Regions from separate parts of the Mus musculus genome. Here region 2 is linked to region 1. Evidence: chromatin contacts called from public Hi-C data. All regions are on one chromosome and are shown on one strand. The core of a region is the stretch at or near the end of the contact, and the rest is flanking DNA. Distances in the headings are between cores, read along the strand shown.

Evidence for each region. Hi-C and Micro-C count contacts between places; a contact is called where the count stands out from the background.
Region 2: a contact with region 1 is called in a Hi-C map of myocytes, with 5 times the contacts expected there. The contact joins the promoter of Gpr108 here to the promoter of Nfya in region 1. A contact is called at or near these places in 2 of 484 Hi-C or Micro-C datasets (B cells and myocytes).

What each region holds. Positions count from the first base shown.
Region 1 is chr17:48,406,802-48,411,528 of GRCm38.p6, forward strand. It overlaps Nfya (nuclear transcription factor-Y alpha), which reads right to left and starts at 3,019. Exons shown (of 10, transcript NM_001110832.1): 1 at 2,825-3,019. Oard1 (O-acyl-ADP-ribose deacylase 1) reads left to right here and starts at 3,199. Exons shown (of 6, transcript NM_001289490.1): 1 at 3,199-3,571; 2 at 4,027-4,103; 3 at 4,463-4,607. The coding sequence starts at 4,065.
Region 2 is chr17:57,246,112-57,251,246 of GRCm38.p6, forward strand. Gpr108 (G protein-coupled receptor 108) reads right to left here and starts at 1,578. Exons shown (of 17, transcript NM_030084.4): 1 at 1,400-1,578; 2 at 653-772. The coding sequence starts at 1,525. Trip10 (thyroid hormone receptor interactor 10) reads left to right here and starts at 3,340. Exons shown (of 15, transcript NM_001242389.1): 1 at 3,340-3,460; 2 at 4,631-4,746; 3 at 4,844-4,900. The coding sequence starts at 3,437.

The DNA.
Region 1 (4,727 bases), core at 1,769-4,268:
AAACTCTGACATCAGAAGCCTAGACAGAAAGCAAACTGGAGTTCCTTGAGCCTGAGGGAAGGAGGTGGGAGAGACTGAATAGATGAGCTAGCTCTACGACCATTTTGGGGATGACCAAAGTTCTCACCCTTTTTTTCAAGTGGGACTGTACAGGTGTGGAGAGCTTTAAAAACTCACCAAAATACAGATATACAAGGATTAGATTTTAAAGTTTTTTTTTTTAAGATATTAACAACCTCTGTATTTTACCGCTTCCACTAGCCCCAAGACGCTTTCCTATAAAACTTTCTTCTTGGCTAAATGTCCTAAGTCTGCATCGTCTCAGATTAAATGCAGAATGGAGCCTGAAGTGGGCAAGAGGGCTGGAATAGCTGTAAGGAACATTTGGAGTTGACTCAGTTATCTTGCTGATACAAATGCTCCACTCTTAGGCCATTGAAACCTACTGGGCTTTGGAGGCAGCTTCAAACCCAGCAGCCATTCTGCATTGATAAGGGAGTGGTGGCGCTTGGAGCACAACCCTCAGGTTGCCCATGGTGCCGACTTCTTGGCTCCAGTGCGGCCATATGCTCCTTCCTCCATCAACTCAGCCAGCAGAACTGTGACACAACCTGACACACTTCCTTTCCTTACGCTTTCTGTGCCCAAGTTTATGACAGAATTGAGCCAGCTGGATTTAGTCTGTCTAGCTCTTCTACAGACTTGTGAATGTGTTTTTGAAAGTGAGAATATGAATGAATAGGAATGAGAATGGGTTTATTCTGGCCTCTGAGACATTCTCTTCCATAGCATTTCCTGCCCATTTACATGGCACAGAAGTAGCTGGCCAGCACTTAGAATCTTCAAAAGCTGAAATGCCCAGAAATGCTCCTACAATAAGCATCTGATCACCGCAGTCCATCTGACCTGGCATCACACACACACACCCAGCTAGGGCCTTTGAAGGCTCCAGTGTGCTCCTTGTCTCCACTAAGGAGATAGCATGAACTAAATAACAAAACAAGTTAACTTCAAAGAGGCTTTTAAGTCTAAAAAGGAACAAAAATGTGTATTAGACTCCTAAAGGGAAATACAGTAAATGGAGTTTGGGGGACAGAGGCTTTTCCACTGGGGACAAACCAAGGAAAGCACTGGGAAAGGGTGTCATGTGAGTTAGGTTTAAGTCTGAGATCTCACCCAGATGAAGGTAGTATAGGGTGAAGTATTTCAAACAAAGGGAGATGCCTGGGCTGTGATTAGATTAGAGAAATCGAGAGTCTGCACTACTTTTTCTTAAAGTGCAGATGCAGAGGAACCAGTGGAGGCTCCACAGGTCTGAGTCACAGTGACTGAGGAGAACTGCCTTTTGTCCACAAAAACATTTGGCAGTTTTGAGGTGGACATATGCATCCATTTTTTTTTTTTAAATACCAATCAAAGTTAGAACACCCAGTCCAAATACAAGACTATGGGGTAGAATCCTCAGGTCAGCAACCTTCACCCCCAAGGTTAGGGGAGAAATCCACTCTAGATTAACTTTTAACCTCCAGTCAAAACCGTTTTCAAAAAATTCCTTTGTAAGACCTGCAAAGGTTTTTACCAACTGGACTTTCCCGCCTAAACTCAGTACTCCCGGCCTTTCTGCGTCCAACCGCACTATCTGTTCCAGTTACTCTTTTCAGTCTTTCCTCTCTGAGGACATCACCCTCCATCACCAATCAAAAGCGTGGCGCTGAAAATAGGCTTCCTCATGTAAAGTGCACTTCTGGGTACTGGATCAGATCCCTATGAAACACTAACACCAGTCAATCTCCACCGAGCAGACATAGCTCCTAGCCCTACTCGCTTGCAGCACTTGGGTGACGTCCGCCAAAGACTAATAGCTAGCAGTCCTTGGAAGACTTCCTGTCCCCCGAAGGGGGAAAGAAAATCTAAGCACGTGTAAGTTTTAAAACATCAGTTGAGAAAACGTTCGCGCGGGATTTCAAGGTGTATTAGAAAAAAGAGACACGAGTGGGCCGAGCTATTGAGTGGAGAGATTAAAGGAAAACAAAACCAGAGAGCATCCAAGGGAGAAAAGATCAAGGGAGGAGACAGGGATAATAGGAACTGCGAGATGTGTGCCCCCAATCATTAAGGATGCACAAGGGTTATCAGTTCTGCAACAGCGGCGTTTCAAACACCGAGACACTGAGCAAAAAGAGGAAGAGTGCTTGGTTGGGCTCCAGCACGGAGGTGTGCCGGCACCGCGGGCTGAGCGGGGAGGAAATGACGAGCCAGAAAGGGGTGGTAACGGCGCCGGCCCGGGAGCCCCGGTGGCGGGCCGAGAGGAGGGGCGCGGCAGGCGCGCCAACGGCCCCGGGGTGGGTCTTGGGAGGCCGCGCCGCGCGTCTCAGTCTGGCCTCGCTCCGGATCTGTAGCCCCAACTGTGCAGAGCTCAGGACACACGGGCCTCGTCGGGGCCCGGAATGTGGGGACACACAAGGACAGGCCGTAGGATGAGGCTGGAACGACGTGGGGAAACCGCCACGGTCCGTGGCTGGGCGGTCAGCCACCTGACCTCTCGGGACCGAGGATCGGGGACCGGTGGCGCATCCGCCACCGGCCCCCGGAGACGATCCAGATCCCGAAAAGCCTGGCTCCAGGACGCCGTCCCAACGCTGGACGGCCCCTGCAGGCCTCCACCAACTCCGAGCCGGGGCTACTGGCTACCCAGCTCGGGCAGCCTCGGCTCGACTCCCGGGCTCGACGGACGCCTGGGCCTCTCCTGAGTGGTCAGCGAGACCCGCCAATCGGGGCGCTGGGGCCGGCTCTGGGCCGCTGGATATTGGCTCCTCATACTCACCGTGCCTCGCTCCCCCGGTTCGCTGCCCGCGCTGATTGGCTCCAGTACCGGACCCCGAAACCCAATCAGAGGCTCCAGCCGCCGCTGCCGCCGCCACTGCCGCTGCCTCGCAAAATGGCGAATCTGAACAAAGGGGAATCGGGCCTCCCTCCAACCGCCTTCGCGCAAGCGCCTTCGAGACCACGCCCCATAACCCCGGCCAGCCTGGCCCCGCCCCCTAGGAAGAGCACCGCGCAGGCGTTCCAGAGGCCACACCCACTTCCTGGATTTGACACCGCCTCCCGCCAAAGGCCTACGCAGGCGCCTTTCACACGCTCCGTACGCTGCTGCTTAAACACCTCCCTGAATTATATACCACGCAGGCGCTGACACGCCCCCCTGCCCACCTATTTCTAAGCGTCCACTGGGACCCACCCTCTGGGGCCGAATGCGCAAGCGCTCTTCTTCTCCAGTCGGGGTCGGCATCTCGGTACGCATGCCTGAGCGGTAGCGGGAGCCTACGGAATTTCCCGCCGGAAATTCTGAAGCCCTTACTACCGAGAGCGGGCGCCGCTACCCAGCTAGAGAGGCTCACTTCCGCCCCGTTAAGGGATGGGGGCGGCCATCTTGAGTGTGCGTACAATCAAAAGGCTTTGGCGGGATTTGTTGCGTGTCGGGACTCTTCTGTTGCTTTCCTACCTACGAGGGTTTCATCCCGAACCCTTCCCTGCTTGGAGGAGGGCCTGCTGACGGCCGATTCCTTTGCAGGTGAAGGATGACCCCCCAGTACCCACTTTTCTGCGGGATCCCAGGGTTGCCCTCCTTAGGGTAGGAGGAGAGACGGGGAAGTCTTATCAGACCTTCCTTCCTGTACCTCCAAGACTGGTGGTGATCTTCCCCTGAGAAGCAGTTCTCGGCTCACCCTGCCGCTCAGTGTAACTGTGGCCAGGTCTTTCCCGTTCTAAGCTATATTCTCTGGGAAAATTCTGGACTGTCCTAAACCTTCCCTGCTAGAAGTAAGGAGGTGTGTCTTAGGACCGCCTTTGCTTCGGCTCCTGGAAAGCTGTTTTGTGTTGCCTCTTAGAGGCTGAGTGAGCTCACATCCAGAAAGAATACCTTAAGGAGGTGGGGAAGACTAAATGGGTTGTCAGGGTGATCTGAACACGCTATGTTCGGGCTGCCTGAGCGGTATTTTTTTACTTGCTTTTCCTTTTCATTAGCAGAAGGAACTCTTAAATTCTGGAAATAGCGACTCAGTAGCATGGCCACCCGCCTTAATGAAGATCCAGAAGGAAGTCGAGTGCGTAACAGCTATTAAATTTATCGGTGAAGTGAAAATCAGAATAATTGAGGTCAAAAGCATAAACACTTTTTAATTAAACCAATAATTGGATTCTCGCCCCTCCCTGTTTGTTTCTCTCTAGCTGATTTACTTAGAAAAGGCTAATACAACCCTAGGCAGATAATAACCATCCATCACTTTCCTTTTACAGATACTTTAAAATATCGTGGTTAACTCCTAAGTTGGGAAGAGTTGTCTTTAATTCAGAGTGTCAGAGAAGCAGGGTTGAAGCAGTGGGGGTGGGGCTCTGTTGAAGATCTGAAAGGAGAAATAGTTTTCTGTTTTTAACCTTTTTTTTTTTCCTTTGCACGTTTTAGATCACTTACGTGAAAGGAGATCTTTTCGCATGTCCCAAAACAGACTCTCTAGCCCATTGTATCAGTGAGGATTGTCGAATGGGTGCTGGAATAGCTGTTCTCTTCAAGAAGAGATTCGGAGGGGTGCAGGAACTGTTAAGTCAACGTGAGTTTCCAGAGCATCGTAGCCTGGTTCATGCTGGCTGAAGCCTGATTTGGTCTTCCGCTATACTCTGTGTACATGTACAGTCAAAGAGATTTCTAGTGACTGCTTTTAACTGTTAAG
Region 2 (5,135 bases), core at 328-2,827, 8.8 Mb after region 1:
ATGAACTCACAGCAGCTGTGGTTGCCCACACAGGATCGAGTCAGTCAACATTCCAGCATGGAGGGAAGAGGGGTGTTTGAACCCCTACACCTAACTGGGGAGCTGTGGACAGCTAGCTGATAGATGCTGAGTGAGTGAGGGTGTGGCCCCAGGAGAAACAAACAAACAAACAAACAAGAGCACCGGCCTTAGATCCCAGCACTTGGGAGACAGAGGTTGGCAGATCTCTGAGTCTGTGGCCAGCCTGGTCTACACAGAGTTCCTGGCTATCTGGGGCTACATAGTGAGGCCATATCTTTTTTTTTTTTTTTTTTTTTTTTAAAGGACATGAGATTGGGAGGAGTTTGGGAAGGTGGGAATGGATTTTGGAGGAGTTAGGGGGAGAAGCGTGTATGATTAAAATGCATTATATACATGCATATATGTTACATATATACTGGCTGGCTAATTTCTGATCCTCCTGCCTAAGCCAGCAGGGACACTAAGATGACAAATCTGTACCCTCAAACCCAGACTGCATGAGACACTGTATTCATTCTTAGGTGACAGGTGGGGAAGGCTATGAGACTGGCCACAGATCACACCGGTGAGGGACAGAGCTAAGACAGAATCCCAGAACTTGCACACTGAGTCCTCCCATGAGCCCCCTCACCTTTGGCAACTTCTTTTCTGTCTCCTGGAGGCTGAGTCGCAGTAAGCTCAGCTCTACTTCCAGGGAACCATTGGTGTAGAATCCGAAGCTGTTCAGTTGGATGTCAGCTCGCTTCTCCCCCTGCAGGAAACCAAAGACACAGTGGCACAAGGGCACTCTCCCCACCAAGTCCAGCACGACGGCGTGTTTCCCTGAGCGTCTCTATACATTTTTATTCAGGACAGGAGCATGTGAGAAAGCCTTCCTGGGTACATCGTATTGGTGCTGGTGACATTTTCCTACTTCAGTCCGAGGCAGCTAGAGGGTGGGGTTGTGTGTCCATGGGGTGAAACCCTGGCAACCCCATGACAGTCCCCATATAGACGTGCACCACCCCGAGAGCGGGCTACATAGGCTGGTGTGACTAGTTTCGACTTTCCAGAAAAGTTTTCGATTCTATCTGGGCTAAATTTTGAAAGTAGTCTCCTGTCACTCCCCTAAGTGAATTCCAGGAAGATCCTACCAGGTGGTACCCCTTCCTCCCAGGTCCTATGGTTGTTACCAAGTGTTCCCTGAAAGTTTAAGCGCCAGGAGTCAGGGGTCCCAGGAGATGAAGCCCCGCCCTCTAAGCCAGGCCAACCCATTACGAGCACCGGGCGGGGAGACCCCGGGACGAGACCACTAGCGGCCTGCAGTGGGGGGTGCGGCTGCTCCATCCACCGGCGGAGCTATGGGGGGAGACAACGAGGCCAAGCCTGCGGGGCTCACTGTGAGAGTCAGCCGGTGGATACGGCCTGAGCAGCCGCTCAGCGTCAGCACCAGCAGCGACAAGTATCCCCATCGGCACTGCGTTGGGCTCTCGCCGCTGAGCCCCCTCCTCTCGCTCACTGCCATCTCTGGGGCTGCGACTGCCCCCCGAACACAGCCTCTGACGCCTGATAAGGCCTACCCACTTTTCAGCCAATAGTCGCACGACGTGGTCTAGTCACCCAATTAGCAACTGAGATTCTTTTGATTGTCAGAAGGCCTCCCAAATGGGCGTGCTTATCCTTTTCAGCCCCGGCTTTCATACTCTCCAATCGCTAAACAGATTGTCCCGGATGTAGTTTGAGGAACAGGACGATTCACCAATGATCCAGGAACCCATATCCGTCCCTTAAAGCGGAATTCCTTCAGCAACTCTTAACGGTCCAAGACTACATTACCCAGAATATAGAGGGAGCAGATCCGTGCAACGAAGCATGCATAAACTACATTTCCCAGTATTCCCAAGGACGCACTTCCTCTCCCACCCCTCACTTCCCCGATACCCTGCTCCCGGCCAGAAGTGGAGACTTAGTCAACGTACGCGTCTATGAGCTTACCTTGTTTCAACTTTGCTGGGCCACCGAAAAGCCTAAAATTCTTCGCACTATGCTGATCTCTAATCCTCGGCTGAATGCCGCTGTAGGTCCTACCTGAAGACTCCGCCCTAGGCGTAACCTTGCAGCAGCTGAGTTCCCTACTTCAAACTGAAACATAGGCTCCTCAATTCCTACTGAGTCCTCAGATCTGGAAGAGTCCCAGCTGCTGGATCCTAGTTGTAGCTTGCAACTCTTAATTAGATTGCTGACCCTGGCGCGAAGCTTCCCACCGTAGTGTGATACCTTTTTCGTCACTGGGACTCTGAGTCCTTCTCCACCCTCCTCCACCATCCCTCTACCCCACTTTACATCTCAGAGCTTAGCCCACAAGCCACCAGCAGGTGGGGCCAAGGCCTATTGGAGCCTCAGTTCCAGCACTGGCTCCAGGGCGTCTTTCCTCAGAAGTCTAGACTGCTCTTCTAGCTGCAACACAATGGTGTTTTGACACTTGCGTAGCGGCGGAGAAAGCACCTACAGCCAGGGAGAGTGGGGTGGGAGCCAACAGGGCCTCTTCCCTTTTATCCGGGAGCCTTAAGGGGGTTTACAAGGCGTGAAAGGACTTTTATGATTGGGAGGACCCGAAATCCTAAGCCCCAGGGTCCCAGAATCTAGAGGCAGTTCTGATTTGGGCCTTACATACTGAATGAGGCTGGAAAATGTGTAGTCAAGTGCAAGTGCGCGGTGCTGTGCGTGCATGCGTGTGTGTGTGTGTGTGTGTGAGTGTGTGCCTAGCCCAGAACGGTGCCCAAAGGACAACCTGTCCTCTGTTTCTCAGAGGAGACTCTGGCGGGAAGGAAGAGAAGTCAGGATGCGGTGGTGTTGGGGGGTGCTAATGGACCTGGCCTTGGCTGGATGTGCATCCTGGGCAAGATCGAAGTCATCCCATCTCTGTGGCCGGAGGGAAACAGACTATTAGTGAGACGAAATGGAGATTTCTGGAGCCGAGTAGGTCCCCGCAAGAGCCTAATGACCAACCACAGATTTTCCCTGCCATGGAGTGGGGACACGTGGGAAAGACTGCTTGGATTTGGGGTTTTGATCTCTTGACCCTTTATAAAAAAAATGCGAAGTTGAAAGGAAAGGATGAATAGTTTGGGATGGCAGAGGAGAGAAATATGGGGTACAAATTTTGAAAATTAATCGAGGCGTACTTTGAGGTGGCGCATGGCCCTTTAATGGGGGGCGGGGCATCATCTGGACTCCGCCCTCAGAGCCCCCCGCTGGGGGCTCGGCAGAGTAGAGGCGTGGAAAGGCACGAAGGGGCGTTGTAATCTAGGCTGGTGGGCGTGGCCTGGCGGCGGGGCGGGGCGAGGTTGGGCACACTGCCCTGGGGCTGAGTCTCCGGTGGAGGGCGGCGGAGACCCGGGCAGGAGGCGGTGGCGTCCTGGGCGGCAAGAGCAGCATGGATTGGGGTACCGAGTTGTGGGTGAGTCTTTTTCCCCAGTTCCCACGGTTCTCCCTTGCTGGGGTCCTGGCTTCTCCGCTCTTTGTCCCCGAAGTACCTTAGCCCGGACTCCACGCTTTCCCTTGCAGCTGATCCCTTGGGTCCCCGCCCTCTGCCCTCCGCACTCACTCAAAAGTTCCTTTGGGACTTTCAAGACGCCCCGAGGACGTAGGGATACTTTGCCCAGGACCCGCATAGGGAAACTGAGGCACAGAGTTGAGAGGAAGACCATCTGAAGAAGTCCCTGGACCAGGCCAGGGAGGGGGGACAGCTGGGTGAGGTCACCTATTTTGAGCGCCCTGGCCTGGCTTGGAGGCTAATCTTACGGCCCCTGGGTCCCTGCCCGTCGCCCGCCTGTCCGGCTGGGAGGGGGAGGGGACCCTTTGGTCACCTTCTGTCCCACGTGGGGCCTTACCGGGTTCCTTCCCCGCTTACAATTGGAACGCTGAGGGGGAGGGGAAGGGGCTATAGGACTCGGCCCCGGGCGCTGGGCGGAGCCACCCCTTACCCGCCTCTTAACCTCACCCAGGAAGCCCTAGAAGTTTCCCTGAATCCTTGTCGGACTATTGACCCCTCCTCTTTCTGGAGGCGGTGCAATCTTAGGATGTAGTGGGGGTGAGCCACTATAGTGGAGGCATCACAGAAGCAGGGGAAACTGAGTCACTCAACTGAGGATCCCGGGGGATCTTGGCGAGTGGGGAAATTTGGCCATAGAGGCCCCCCGACCCTGCTTCCACGCACTTTGAGCTGCACGAACTCATCCCTTCTGTGCCTGATTTTTGTGCCAAGCCCTCTTGATTTTTTGGAATTTGGAGGGGATTAGAGGAGGGGTGAGGGAACTGGCGTGGTTTAGCCTCCTTCCACACCCTTGCTGGCCACCCCGATTCCGAGAGACCCTGCTGTCTGGTTTGGGGCCCTGGCCGTGTTGTCCAGGCCCTTCCCTGGAGGAGGACATGGGGGTTCCCGCCAGCTTCCTGCCTCCCCTGCGCCACGCCGGGGCGGCGCCTGGGGAAGCCAGCCAGCCCTTGCTGGAACCGCTAAGCCCCGAGAGATTGTCCACCCCACCCCACCTCCGCTGTTCCGGGTCGCTGGGATTTCGGTGCCTCCTACCCAGGTGACCCTAACGTTCCCCAATCGCGCTCCTGCAATCAGGATCAGTTTGAGGTGCTGGAACGCCACACGCAGTGGGGGCTGGATTTGTTGGACAAATACGTGAAGTTCGTGAAAGAACGCGCGGAGGTGGAGCAGGCTTATGCTAAGCAACTCCGGTGAGCATGAGGGTGGGTGCTCGCTGCTCTGGGACTCCAAGGGGAGACCGCAGGAGGTCCGCGTTCTTAGCCTCCCTGCCTCTGTCCCAACCTTTAGGAGCCTGGTGAAAAAGTATCTTCCCAAGAGACCTACCAAAGATGACCCTGAAGTCAAGTAAGAATGGGAGGGGGAGGGGCGAGGGAGGGGCTGGAGGCGCAGGTCTCTCACCTTCTTAGAGGCCACTCTACCTCACACTTCCAGTCCCACCTCCTGTTAGTCTGGATGTCCTAAGGTGGAATTTACTCGCTTCCAGCAGGGAGCCCTTTTTGGTTTGTAAATTCTCAGCTTCTATTTTCCCCTCACTGTGCTGTAGCTGAGTTATTTGGGGGCTTCTTATTCTTTATATATT